Linked DNA regions of Rattus norvegicus: region 2 is linked to region 1. A link is a contact called in public Hi-C data. All regions are on one chromosome and are shown on one strand. The core of a region is the stretch at or near the end of the contact, and the rest is flanking DNA. Distances in the headings are between cores, read along the strand shown.

Region 1 (2,762 bases), core at 256-2,755:
AGTGGTTTATCAGGATCAGTGGCCTGGAGGGAGAAGAGATAGAGGAAGATGAGGATGATGGTGATGAGGGTGATGGTGATGGTGATGGTGAGGTTATCCATATCTTTAGAGTTACAAAACACTGAACTCTGTAGGAAGTAAAATCCAAACAGAGGAATAATGACACAGTTCTACCTTCTCCTTTCTGGGCCTATCCCTCACTTTGGTAGATAGTACAGCATAGTCTCGAATTTTCTGGTATGAGAGTCACAGACCTAGCTGTGCATCTCTGTCCTTTGAAATTTTAACTGGAGAAGGGAGTGAATCGTGTGCTAACATCTTCACCTGCTCTACCTCATCTGTGGTAGCAATTCTGAATCCAAGAAACAATTATCCCTCCTTCTAACTGGGTGGAAAAAGATAGTTTCCCTTATTCCTTGTGTGTACTATGGTTCTCTCTCACAATCTCTATATTCTAGACCTTCACCATGGCTTCTTTAGGCTACACAAATTCTTCTTCAAATCCTGGATCTTCCAAATGTAAGCTAAGACTTGTTTTGTAACTCTAGCAATACAGTTCTCTTTTGGTTCTGGGTTCTGTTCTCCTTCTAAGTGATGAATACCTCAGTCCTGTCAAGGGACTAAGTATTAGCAAGAATTATCAGGCAGGAAATGATTGGATGACATTTCACAGCGTGTGACTGATACTGATGGAACTCTGTGAAAAACAATATCCCTTCCGTTTTACTCCCTGAATAGAAGCCAGTAACAGTCACTTCCTGATACATATTACGTCAATGTCTCTGCCAAGCACGAAGCCTACACAACTGCCTTCATGTAGTTATTGATGGCATACACCTCATTCAAACATAGTGATGATACATGTATCACGATGGTGATGACATGTATATATACGTACATGTACGTGATGTACATATACACATATGTATGCATATTGAGTATATACCAAGAAGAATAAAATAGAGATTGAGCCTTGAGTTCTGAAACTGCTAAGCAAGTGTTGTATCACTGAGCTGGACCCCACCCCTTAGTTTGGGTTCATTTATGTTAATCAAAACATGCAGTTAAGACTCGATTCATCCTCCAAAAAGAGACAGGAACATTCTTTCCTATGTAGGCCTAATTCACTCAAGGCCTATTATGACAAAATAAAACAGGGCTAAGGCCTACTTAGCAAAACACTAATTGTTACGTTTTGTAAACCACTAGTAAAATTATTGAAGGTAATGGCCGTGTAGTGGTTCAAAGAGAACTACAGAGAATTATGTTTGATTTTCTTCTGGAAGTGAAGCCTTTTGCAGTCACTTCCTGGCTATGGGATTAGCACTTACCAGTATAATTAATTCTCCTGGCAAGGAGTTAGTTTGGGCAGTGACTTGTGCATCTGAGATCTACATTAGGGAAGGTTTTAGGAGGGAAGCGTGTGAAATCTCACATAGAGCTGGCTTTCCTTTCTGGATACACACCTGTCAGCTGGAAGCCTGGGCTTTGTGCCAGAATCAGGCGCTGTGCTACAGGTCTGCCGAGGCCAGCCAGGGTCACTGTAAGCCTACTCCCCTCATCCCACACATGTGCGTCTCCAGCTCTTCAGCAGTGGCAAATTCTATTTCTGTTTATTTAGAGAAAGTTTTGATACTCCTGTATTGGACCTGTATCTCTCCTGTTCTTAGTTGAAGTGAAGCCATATGTCCCTTCATAGTCACTCTGAAACCTCCAGGATTAGAAACTCCAGCTCTCTGCTACTAGACCATCATGGGCATGTCTTCATAAGCTTTGATTAATTATCAGTGTTGTATCATGTTCCTTCTCTTCCTTGACTCATCGCCCCATGAGGAAGTATCTTGATACTCCCATTTTTAATTCTCAGCCTTTTATTCAGTATCAACAGTGTTGGGAAAATAAGGGGTTTCCCTCTACTTCCTGTCAGGACTTAGCCTTTATAAAATCTCCCAACATTTGCATATGGAAATTTCATTTCTTCACCAGGTTAGATGTGAATTTTGGTTGCCATTTAAGTTATTTTTTTATTAACCTATAAAAACATGATAGTTTCTACCAACGTTTAAATGATTAATAACCTAGCTGGATATGGTGGCACATGTCCCAGAGCTTCACATGGCAAAGTGGGAAGATGACGAGTTCAAGGCCGACCTGAGTTCCATAATGAATTCAAAGCACGCCTAGGCTACATGATGATAAAATAGTCTTAAGTAGTCTGAAACCAAGCCAAAATACCACCACTGACAAAGGTTAGTAATAATAGTCTTAATATCTAACCTTGGCTGTTACCTAGTTGGAATTTGTTCTCTGATGAGTTTAACAAGAAGAAGTAAAACAAAGCAAAACAAAACAAATGTCTGTTCATATTCCTTTAGGAAGCAACGAATACAAATCTTCCTTCGTACTTGTGCCCTTATGAAACAAAAGAAGTAAGGACTTTATGCTCTGGGCACTGCACTTTACAATTATCAATAATGTAAATGACTTCTGGAAGAGCATTCTGCCAGGCCTTTGGTAAGCATTTCCACTGGGAACCCATCAGTTGGCATTTCAGGGAATCACCATGACTGCGGAGTGTCTGTTACTACTTTGCTGACTTCCCTTCTGGATGGCCATTCCCTGTGCTCCTTTATTTTCATCTTCCCCTTTTCTTCATTTCTTCTAGTCTTTTTTCCTTCTGACTCCCTTTGTCACCACCATCTGTCCCAAGAGCCCTCATGGACCGCATTCGCTGTAGAGTGACACTTTAGTTGCTTTGTGGC
Region 2 (2,725 bases), core at 110-2,609, 300 kb after region 1:
CCATTTACCTCTGGTTCCTCCTACCCTTTTCCTTCAAGAAGAAAACAGTATGTTGTCCTCCAGATTATCTGCTTACTTTTCTGCTGCAAGTATACAAGCGAAGGTTGTTTCTTCCTATCCTAAGAGAGACAGACACAAAGACTCTCTCTCTCATAAACACACATGTATATACAGAGAGAGAGAGAGAGAGAGAGAGAGAGAGAGAGAGAGAGAGAGAGAGAGAGAGAGAGAGAGAGACTGAGACTGACTCCCTGGCTCCTTACTTTTGCCTAAATGTCTACTTGGAACCGGGATGGGTTCCTCAAATAAAGATACAAAGGCACCAGAAGATAGTCCCTGCTAAAGTGACAGTAAAGTCGTGTTAGAAAAGGAAAACTCAGCTCTCCAGGCCCCCGGAAGCTTGGGGGTGGGGGAAGTCGGCTCACCTATTTTGGAAACTACTTACAGATGTGGGGAAACCTCGGAATTGCTCACACCAGGGGTTTTTTCAGAGATTTCCTCTGATTTTTTTCCCCCTTCCTCAATTTCCCACAACCTGTGTTTGTCTTGAGTCTGCTGGGCTGAGGAGTGGTTTACCTCTCTGATCCAGCTGCCGGCTCTTAACACACCGTCCTAGGGAGGAAATCAAACAAGTGAAGCCGAAGGGTACTAGGAGGCGCTGGGCACCGGCTCCAGAACTGTCAGAAAATTTGCGTGGCTAGTGTTCCAACTTCCCTTCCAGCGCCCACGTGAGCCCTAGCTCCAGCCCATCAGCGAGGGCTTAGCGTTTCCTGCTGGTGCGATCTGGAACTCGATTTTTTTTCTTTTAAATTAATTTCTCTAGTTCTTAGTAAAACTTTGTTGGTTAGGAGACTTTGGACAGAAGTCTGTTTTCTTACCCAAACAGAGAAAGGTCAGATACTTTTTTCTTCCACCCTTGAGGTAGGAAGGTTCAACAGCAGCAAGGGAAAGAAACACATACCGCCTATTTATCTGGGGGTGGGGCGGGGGGGCAGGATAGAGAGATTTGCAGCGAAGTTGTCACGATCCCTCGCGCCACCCCCGGTCTGGCGCTCTGCTCTGACACGTACCTCATCTATTAATTGCTGTTCGTGGACACAAATGCGGAATGCATTCGGTTTTTTTATCTTTAGTAAAATAGAAATGGAAATGCCAGCGCGCTCGTGTCTGTTTGTTTGTATAAGGCTATCAAACGAAGTCAGAGAGGAGGCTGGGGCCCGGATCCTGACCCTGATTGTATGAATAAGTAAGCAGGATGCGAGTGATTGGGTTAGATGCTGCGAAGATTTTTTTTTTTTTCAAGTTAGGAAGAGGGTAAAAAAGACAGCCTGGAGGGGGGAAAGAGGCACTCCAAATCCTCACACCCCTTTGCTCTCCGGGCAGTCGAGAGCTTCCCTAGCTTCTGCAGGCTTTTAAGGTCTGGCGGCGTAGAAATGCCTGGCTCCCACCCCCTTCCTCGGTCTCCCCTTTCAGTTCAGATGTGCTGATGTGCAGACCGGATTCATCTTCCCGGAGCGGCGGCGGCGGCAGCGGCAGCGGCGGGCGCAGGCGGCTGCAGCTCGCGCTCGGCCGCGGGGTCCTGACAGCGGCGGGGGCGCGGCGCAGGAGCCGGAGCTCCGGTGGCAGCTGAGCCCGCCGTGCGCCTCTCGCCGCGGCCGGTCGCGATCGCGATCGCGGGAAGTTCGGCCGCTGGAAGGACGACCTGGACCGTGCCGGGTTGGCTGCGGCTGCCCTGGGCCGAGCTCCTCACCTGCCTTCCGCCCACCCGCGGGTCCCTGGCCAAGTTCCCCAGCATCCGGGGGAGCCAGGCAGCGTTTGCCCTCTCTAGGGTCCGGAAGACACCCGCATGTCTCCGGACACCTGAACACTCAGGTCTTTCCGAGGATCCTCCCAGTGGGGAGAAGAGCACTGTCCCTAGAGCCCCGCATATCCACGCGGCCCTCGGGGTCTGGTCCCCTCCTTCCTCTAGGGGAGGAGGATGGGTTTGCAAGCGCTCTCCCCTAGGATGCTTCTGTGGTTGGTGGTCTCGGGTATTGTTTTCTCCCGGGAGCTGTGGGTCTGCACTGGCCTCGATTATGATTACACTTTTGATGGGAACGAAGAGGACAAAACGGAGCCTATAGATTACAAGGACCCGTGCAAAGCTGGTAAGTGCCTGTCTAAGTTGGGACTGTGGCGCGCTGCTGGGGACCAAGGTGCTGGAGTCTCCTACTAGAGGCAGTGGGAGCTCACCTGTTTCCTTCTCTCCTCTTCGGCCCCTCCGTCGTCGCCCCTCCTCTCTCCCCCTCCTTTTTCCTTCCTCCCTCTCCACCCTGAGCGGCCCAAGTTCCCTGGAGTTCTGTGCTGGTAGGATCAGATGCCAAGCACTGGTCCCCCTCGCTAGAGGCAAACGTCCCGTCCTGGAGTTTCTGATCCCTCCCCCATCCCCTGTGAAATTAAACAAGTCATAAACACAGCTGGCTTCTGTGGGTTTTAAATGCCAGCACGAAGTGGGTTCAATGCACCAGGAAGGGACAAGACCTCCGCTGTTCCAGGACGAGGTTTGCCAGCATCTGTTCATGACCGAGTGGGCAGAGTTTTCCAAAAGGTGGGTGGAGATAGCGTCGCTACCTCTGGGCACTCTCACTCCTTGTTTTACCAAGAGTTTAAGTGTGAGTTCCAGGCCAGAAGCATCAGTGTTGTGACAACCTAAAAAGAACTCAATTGTAGATAAGATTGGAGTTAC

What was found. Hi-C and Micro-C count contacts between places; a contact is called where the count stands out from the background.
Region 2: a contact with region 1 is called in a Hi-C map of psoas muscle, with 2.1 times the contacts expected there. The contact joins the promoter of Tll1 here to the enhancer-like site in region 1. A contact is called at or near these places in 2 of 12 Hi-C or Micro-C datasets (frontal cortex and psoas muscle).

The regions. Positions count from the first base shown.
Region 1 is chr16:29,978,481-29,981,242 of GRCr8, forward strand. No RefSeq gene overlaps it. Among named protein-coding and RNA genes, the nearest start is that of Cpe, 180 kb to the left of the region's middle. Within about 2 kb of position 1,506, at least 4 of the 93 cell types and tissues checked have an H3K27ac peak or open chromatin away from gene starts, as enhancers often do.
Region 2 is chr16:30,274,133-30,276,857 of GRCr8, forward strand. Tll1 (tolloid-like 1) reads left to right here and starts at 1,360. Exons shown (of 21, transcript NM_001106081.2): 1 at 1,360-2,147. The coding sequence starts at 1,979.